2 separate regions of the Sus scrofa genome follow, and region 1 is linked to region 2. The links are chromatin contacts, called in public HiChIP or PLAC-seq maps. All regions are on one chromosome and are shown on one strand. Each heading gives the region's core, a stretch centred on a gene start, on an enhancer-like site or on the middle of the called end of the contact. The rest is flanking DNA. Distances are from core to core; before and after follow the strand shown. Region 1 overlaps IL10RB (interleukin 10 receptor subunit beta). Region 2 overlaps IFNAR2 (interferon alpha and beta receptor subunit 2).

Evidence for each region. HiChIP or PLAC-seq counts read pairs in DNA pulled down with a chosen protein or histone mark.
Region 1: a contact with region 2 is called in an H3K27ac HiChIP or PLAC-seq map of alveolar macrophages. The contact joins two enhancer-like sites. A contact is called at or near these places in 2 of 47 Hi-C or Micro-C datasets (alveolar macrophages and liver) and 2 of 2 datasets of contacts at active chromatin or transcription factors (alveolar macrophages and skeletal muscle).

What each region holds. Positions count from the first base shown.
Region 1 is chr13:196,879,089-196,882,245 of Sscrofa11.1, reverse strand. All of the region lies in intron 6 of IL10RB (interleukin 10 receptor subunit beta), which reads right to left. Among named protein-coding and RNA genes, the nearest start is that of IL10RB, 27 kb to the right of the region's middle. Within about 2 kb of position 1,740, at least 27 of the 83 cell types and tissues checked have an H3K27ac peak or open chromatin away from gene starts, as enhancers often do. A contact at or near this core is called in alveolar macrophages, where this site is marked.
Region 2 is chr13:196,787,411-196,790,474 of Sscrofa11.1, reverse strand. The region is part of intron 1 of IFNAR2 (interferon alpha and beta receptor subunit 2); the gene reads right to left. All of the region lies in intron 4 of LOC110256370 (40S ribosomal protein S2-like), which reads left to right. Among named protein-coding and RNA genes, the nearest start is that of IFNAR2, 23 kb to the right of the region's middle. Within about 2 kb of position 1,509, at least 14 of the 83 cell types and tissues checked have an H3K27ac peak or open chromatin away from gene starts, as enhancers often do. A contact at or near this core is called in alveolar macrophages, where this site is marked.

The DNA.
Region 1 (3,157 bases), core at 491-2,990, 92 kb before region 2:
GGACCCTCTCTGGTGCTCCCCAGCACCCCGTGTGTCCCGTTTCATCCCTCAGCCCCGGGGGCCATCCAGTACAGCAGCCACCCAGCCACCTATGGCTACTGACCCCTTGAAATGTGTCTGACTCTATGTGTGCCGGAGGGGTAAAATACATACTGGCTTGTGAAGACGTTGTATTGCCAAAAGAATGTAAATATTGCAACGACGGAAAAAAATACCCCTTCCATGTTGAAATGATACTTTGGATATACTGGGTTGCATAAAATGTATTATCAACCTTAATTTCATCTGTTCCTTTTTACTTTAAAACGCAGCTACTAGCACATTTTAAATCTATGTGCTGTGTTTCCCTCTAGCATGTTTTCAGGACACTAACTCCTTTCGATGTGAGCTCCCAGCAGACTGGCTAGTTATGGACAGGAACCAGAGTCTGAGTGTCCAGGTCACTCCGACAATGAAGATGCCCGCATAGGGTTCCTGAAACATCTGCCGATTTCATGTTCTCCACTTTCCATCCTCGGAGGTTCACTGATGCCCATACTCTTCAGAATGAGGGCGAGAAACATTCCTTAAAGCGATGCCTTTTAACCTCTCTCCCCTCCCAGGTAACTCCTGGTTTCACCTTTAAGCGATCAGTCTGCCCCCTCTTAATATAATCTCCACACTCAGCCCTTTGAGACGGCTTAACCTGAGCCCTGGGTGGCTGTTCTGCCAACTGGTGTGGACGGACAGGATCCTCCCCGCCCCAACCCCTGGGTTCTGGGCCAGCTGCCAGAAGGGAGGCGGAAGGGCCAGAGGAATTGCGTCCAGATCTCAGCTGTTGTGCAAAGGAGGAACTCCCCCAAGTCCTTAGATCCAGGGGAGTCACAGGAATAGGCTAGAAGCTACCCGGCTTCTCCTGGGAGACAGGAGAGGAGAGAACAAAGGAAGATGTGCTGAATGTCAAGAAAAGCACACAGCAGGCTGGTCTCCCAGCTGCACACACACACACTGGTGACCAGCTTGGTACATCAGTACATCAACCTCCCAATGGCGTTTTCAGCGGGAGGTCTTCATCCCCAGCACATCTCTCGAGAATCAACTTTATCCTCAGGGCCATGGTTAGTGGATTCGCTACATTATGTGAGACTTCTAAGATCCAGGGATCCCAACCTGCTCAGAGGCTCCTGGCGCTTCCTTCACCCTCATTCCACTGGCCCTTCTCCAGCAGCCCACTCCCGCCAAGTATTTCTCAGATGTTACAGGGCCTGGTCTCCAGCCAAGTCTGCAAAGGCTTCTAGCCTTGGAGGTAGGAGCTGCTTCCAACGGGCTCCTTAACTGTGCTCTCGTCTCTGGCTTGATTTGCCCATGACATTGCACGTCGTGGCCCGTGTGTCCTTTCCTGTCTGATGAGTCCCTTTGATGGCGAAGCCGGAAGCAAAAAAGCAGGTGAACAGCTTTGCTTCCTCTTGGTGTTCCATTTACAAAACACCTTCTACCCAGAGCAAAGGGCCCGCCCTGCTCTGTTCTTCCTGCTGATGTAGCTTCTTGGAAGCTCACCTCCAGAAGATTCTTGCCTCATTCTGGTGCTGCAGCCTCCCTGGCACTCTCGTTAGAAGGTCCTGGCTGCTCTGAAACTCCTGCCAGTGGTTACGCGGCCCACTTTCTATCTGCGTTGGAAGCTGTGGTGCCTACACTTGTTCACTGGCGCTGAATCGGCTCCCAGTCGAGTCTCTCTCAAGGACGCGGCCTCCACCGGAGGGAGCTGGCTCGGGTCCTGCCCAGAGGCAGCCTGTCGCAACTGACTGGCTGGTGTGGGGACGAGCTGACATCAGCTCTAGCAACAATACCTTAATAGGACCAGAAAAGCAAGAAGCGGCCAGGCCACAGCAGGACGTGTACTTCAGAGGACAGGAAGCTCGCCCTGTGGGGGTTTAGGGACCTGACACATCAGTTCTAGGGGTCGCATGGAATAAGGTAGGCTGGGGCCTCCTAGAAGGGGACAAATTATTGTATTTTTCCCCTGCCCACTGCTAAAGGGAAGCACTGTACGAAGTGGGCCTCCTTGGGTTCTGGGGCATCACGTTCCATATCAGGAATACGGCTTCAGTGCATTTGTCGACTGACAATGAAGGCTGCAGGCTCCAAGGGGGCCTGGAGCGGGAAGGAGCCCAGCAGAGGGAATGGGATTTGGGGCAAGCTGCCCTGGCCGCCTCTTATGCCAGTTGATGCTGGGGTTCAAAAGCCCAGCATCATCTCCCAGTGCCCCATTAACCGAACCCAATGCGTGTGCAGTTGCCGTGAAGCCCAGCAGCTTCTTGGAGGGTGTGTGGCGGGAAAAGATGGAGTTTGTGGCAAATCCCAAGAGAAGAATCACTCAGAGTCACCATAGCGCTGGGGCCGGGCCGGTCCTTGGCAGTGGAGAATAATGCCCTATTTGGGAACAGCTCCTGGGTATCAGCTATGGGGATCTGGGAGAGACAGAGCCTCAGGCCAGAGGACACCAGGTGACCATGCCACCTAAAAGGGACCAGAGGCCGTCAAACCCGCCAGGTCCTCAGCTGGGGTCTGAGGACGCATGCGTAGGTGGCCTGGTCCCCTTGCTTGTCTGCCTCTGCTCAGACCACAAGCACCTCGGGGGTCAGACGGGTGTCCTCACCAGCTAATGTGGTTTACGGGGAGGTCAGTGAGGCACAGGGGCGCAACCCCAGCTCCCTGGAACCCCAAAAGGGGGCCCTGAACACCAGCGGGGAGAACGCCTCCAACAGGCAGGGCTTCAGGCTGGGCGTCTAATCAACAAGAGCGGCCCAAGGTCAGGTCCCTGTGGAAGCCCGGGCAGGGCTAAGGCTGAGGCTGGTGCTCAGGGGCCAGAGGAAGGAAGACTGGAAGGTCCGGGCGAGGAAGTCCAGGAAGAGGCATGTGGAGGGACGATGGGAGCAGCTCCAAGTGGGGGCGTCTCTGGACCACGTGTGAACTCTGAGCCCCAGAGCGGGGCCCTCTGCCCGCGGGGCAAATGCTCTGCCAGGCCTCAGCGGTGGCAGCTGTGGCCCTGCAGCCAAGGAACAGCCAGTCGCTCCTGAAACAGGTCCACTGTGGTCGGCGCGCACTGCCTCCCGAGTCAGGACGTGGGACTGGAGATAAGGGCCTTCGGAGCTGAGGGTGTTAAAGGGGCTCATGGGCG
Region 2 (3,064 bases), core at 260-2,759:
ATTGGAAAGTACAGAGAGTTCTCATTTTATGCCTCCCTTCAGTTTTCTAGTAACATCTTTTTTTTTTTTTTTTTCCTGTCTTTTTGCCTCTGCTAGGGCCGAACCTGTGGCATATGGAGGTTCCCAGGGTAGAGGTCTAATTGGAGCTGTAGCTGCCAAGACTACGCCAGAGCCACAGCAACGCAGCATCCGAACTGCGTCTGCAACCTACACCACAGCTCAGGGCAACACCGGATCCTTAACCCACTGAGCAAGGCCAGGGATCGAATCCGCAACCTCATGGTTCTTAGTCAGACTCATTAACCACTGAGCCACGATGGGAACTCCTCTAGTAACTTCTTGTAATCATGTGGTACATTTGTTACCATTGGTGAGCCAGTGTTGTTACATTATTATTAACCAAAGTCCCAGTTTACACTAGGGTTCGCTTGTGTGGGTTACATTCTATGAGTTTTGACCAATGTTATGTATTCACCTTTATAGCATCATGCAGAGTAATTTCTAAAAATGCCCTGTGCTCCATCTGTTTGCTCCTTATTTTTCTCTTCCCTTCCTGGCAACCACTGATTTTTTATTTTTATTTTTTTAATGAATGAATTAATTAATTTATCTTATCATCTCCACAGTTTTTCTTTTTTTGGCGTGACATATAGTTGGACCCATACAGTACATAGCCTTTTCAGATTGGCTTCTTTCACTTCGCAATATGCATTTAAGCTTTCTCCATGTCTTTTGTGGCTTGATAGTGCCTTTCTTCTTCATGCTGAGGAATATTCCATTGTATGGGTATACCGCAAATTGTTTATCCATTCACCCATTGAAAAATGTCTTGGTTGCTTCCAAGGTTTGGCAATTATGAATAAAGCTGCTACAAACATCCTCATGCAGGGTTTTTTTTTTTTTTTTTTTTTTTTTGGTGAATGTGTTTTCAACTCATGGGTAGATATCAAAGAGTGTGATTGTTGGATCATATTTTAAGTGTCATGTTTAGTTTTGTAAGAAATCACCCAATAGCCTTCCCAAGTGGCCACACCATTTTTCATTCCCGTCAGCAATGAGGGAGGGTCCTCCCTTCTCTCCATCCTTACCAGCATTTGGTGCTATCAGCATTTTGAATTTTAGCCATTCTAGGTGGTGGCATGTATCTTGTTGGTTGAAGGGGTGGGTATTTCTAAGATGGGTGATTGTCAGGTAGGTCATAGTCTACTGAGATTGTTCTATAGCAAGAGAGAAATTGATAAGTGGGGAAGAGAGGAGATAAAGGCGTGAATGAAAGTGTTGAGATGGGGCAGGGGGATTCAGCCACACTGTAGGGGCTGGTCTTAGGTAGAAAGGAAATTTGTCCTTTGTAGCAGGGGAAAGGAAGGCAGAAAGAGGGGGTGGATTTGAAGGCAAGGAAAGAGACTCTCTGACAACTTCTGCTTTTTGCAGGAAGTATGTGACAAAGTCATCTGCTGAAAATGATGTGTGTGGGCAGGATCGTGAAAGAGGTTCATAGAGAAAGAGTTTCTAAATGTGGAATACTCTTGTGTGTCATGATGAGAGGTGACCCAGTGTAGAGATTTCTCAAGACTGCAGAGAGTACTGGTGTGGGTTCGATTCTTCTTTTCTTAAAATCCACAGCCCTACATCTCTCTACTCTCCTGCGGTCAGGAAGGCAGGAATGGTTAGTGGAAAAATGCCAAATTAGGAATCAAGGAACTGGATCTGGTCTCAACTCTGGCATGAGATGACCTCTCATGGGTCAAGTTTATTGCCGAGGTCAAGTACTTAGCTCTAACTTCCTCTTGGTGGCACCAGGCTGAGATTCTCAAGGCTGTGCCTGGCATAGCCCCTGAGCTCTCCCTCTGACTCGCAGTGTGTGAGAATATGGGAGTCAGTTCCTCCCTGGACCAAGAAATCCCAATCCATCGTTTGACAATATTTAGCCTCTCTCTTTGCACAGCTGCCGTCTTTGCCCAGGCAGGTGGAGGAAATGGAGCAAGCAACGGGCTGCTTCTTTGCACTCAGCTGCAAGCTGTCACTATTAATAGTTCAGGGCATTGCAGCCTTGGCATCTATGGCCCCTTGGGATAGGCAAACAGAAGCCCATCTCCATCACCTGAGCCTCAGCCCAGGAACTAAGCCACATGCACATGACTCTCTTTTCTCACCTCTGATTCTCAGAATTACTCATTTCCTTCCTTTTTCACCCTGTTTTTAAGCCAACATCACCCTTGAGGGCTTGTTTCTACCCATACTCGTACCCCTACGACTTCTTGGGTGTTAGGCACCAGGGATCTGCGGCCACTGCAGTTGAAGAGAGCTAAGATCCTACCCCAAGCATGCTTGAGAAATGGGTGCCACCAGGGCTTGAAAGGAAAGAAAACAGAAACAAAACAAAAATGAGAGGATCTGAGACAGCTTTCTCTTCTAGAACATGCTAATAGACCATGTGACTCCTAAAGTCTTTTGAGACTTTGTATTGTGGCAATGAATTAATTGTGCATACTCATGAATATATATCATCCAGTGAGTTAGGACATAAATACAGATCAATTAAAAAAAAACCCTCAACTGCATTGTCTTCTCATGGACCCCAAGTCTCCCAATGGCCCATGGCCATCTGTAGGGAGAACTCTGTGCGTGGGAAGCTGATGGATTCCCAAAAGACCATGCTTTTCTAGGGGAGTAGCCCAAGAAGGCAGGTAGTTCGTCTGAGGCTGCCAAGGGCAGATCAAGGTGCCTGGACTCAATCCTAGGTCTTGGTGCGTCATGGGGAAACAGGAGTATCTTTGGGGGACACTTCTTATTTGGGGAATTTGGTCAGTGTCTGCAGAGAGAAAGCTGTGAGAAACTCCAAGACAAACGCCTTGAGCCCTCTGGATGGGTTTAGTGCTCCCGAAGTGCTCCCCAGGAGCCAAAGTGATCAGCGCCTGGATCTTGGACTTGTAGCCTCTAGAGCCATGAGAAATAAACAATTAATATTTAAGCCACTTGATCAATGGTGTTTTGTTAGAGCAGCCTGAGCAGACTTAGACAGTATATGGTTTTAATATAATTGAATGTTAACTGCTGTGTACAT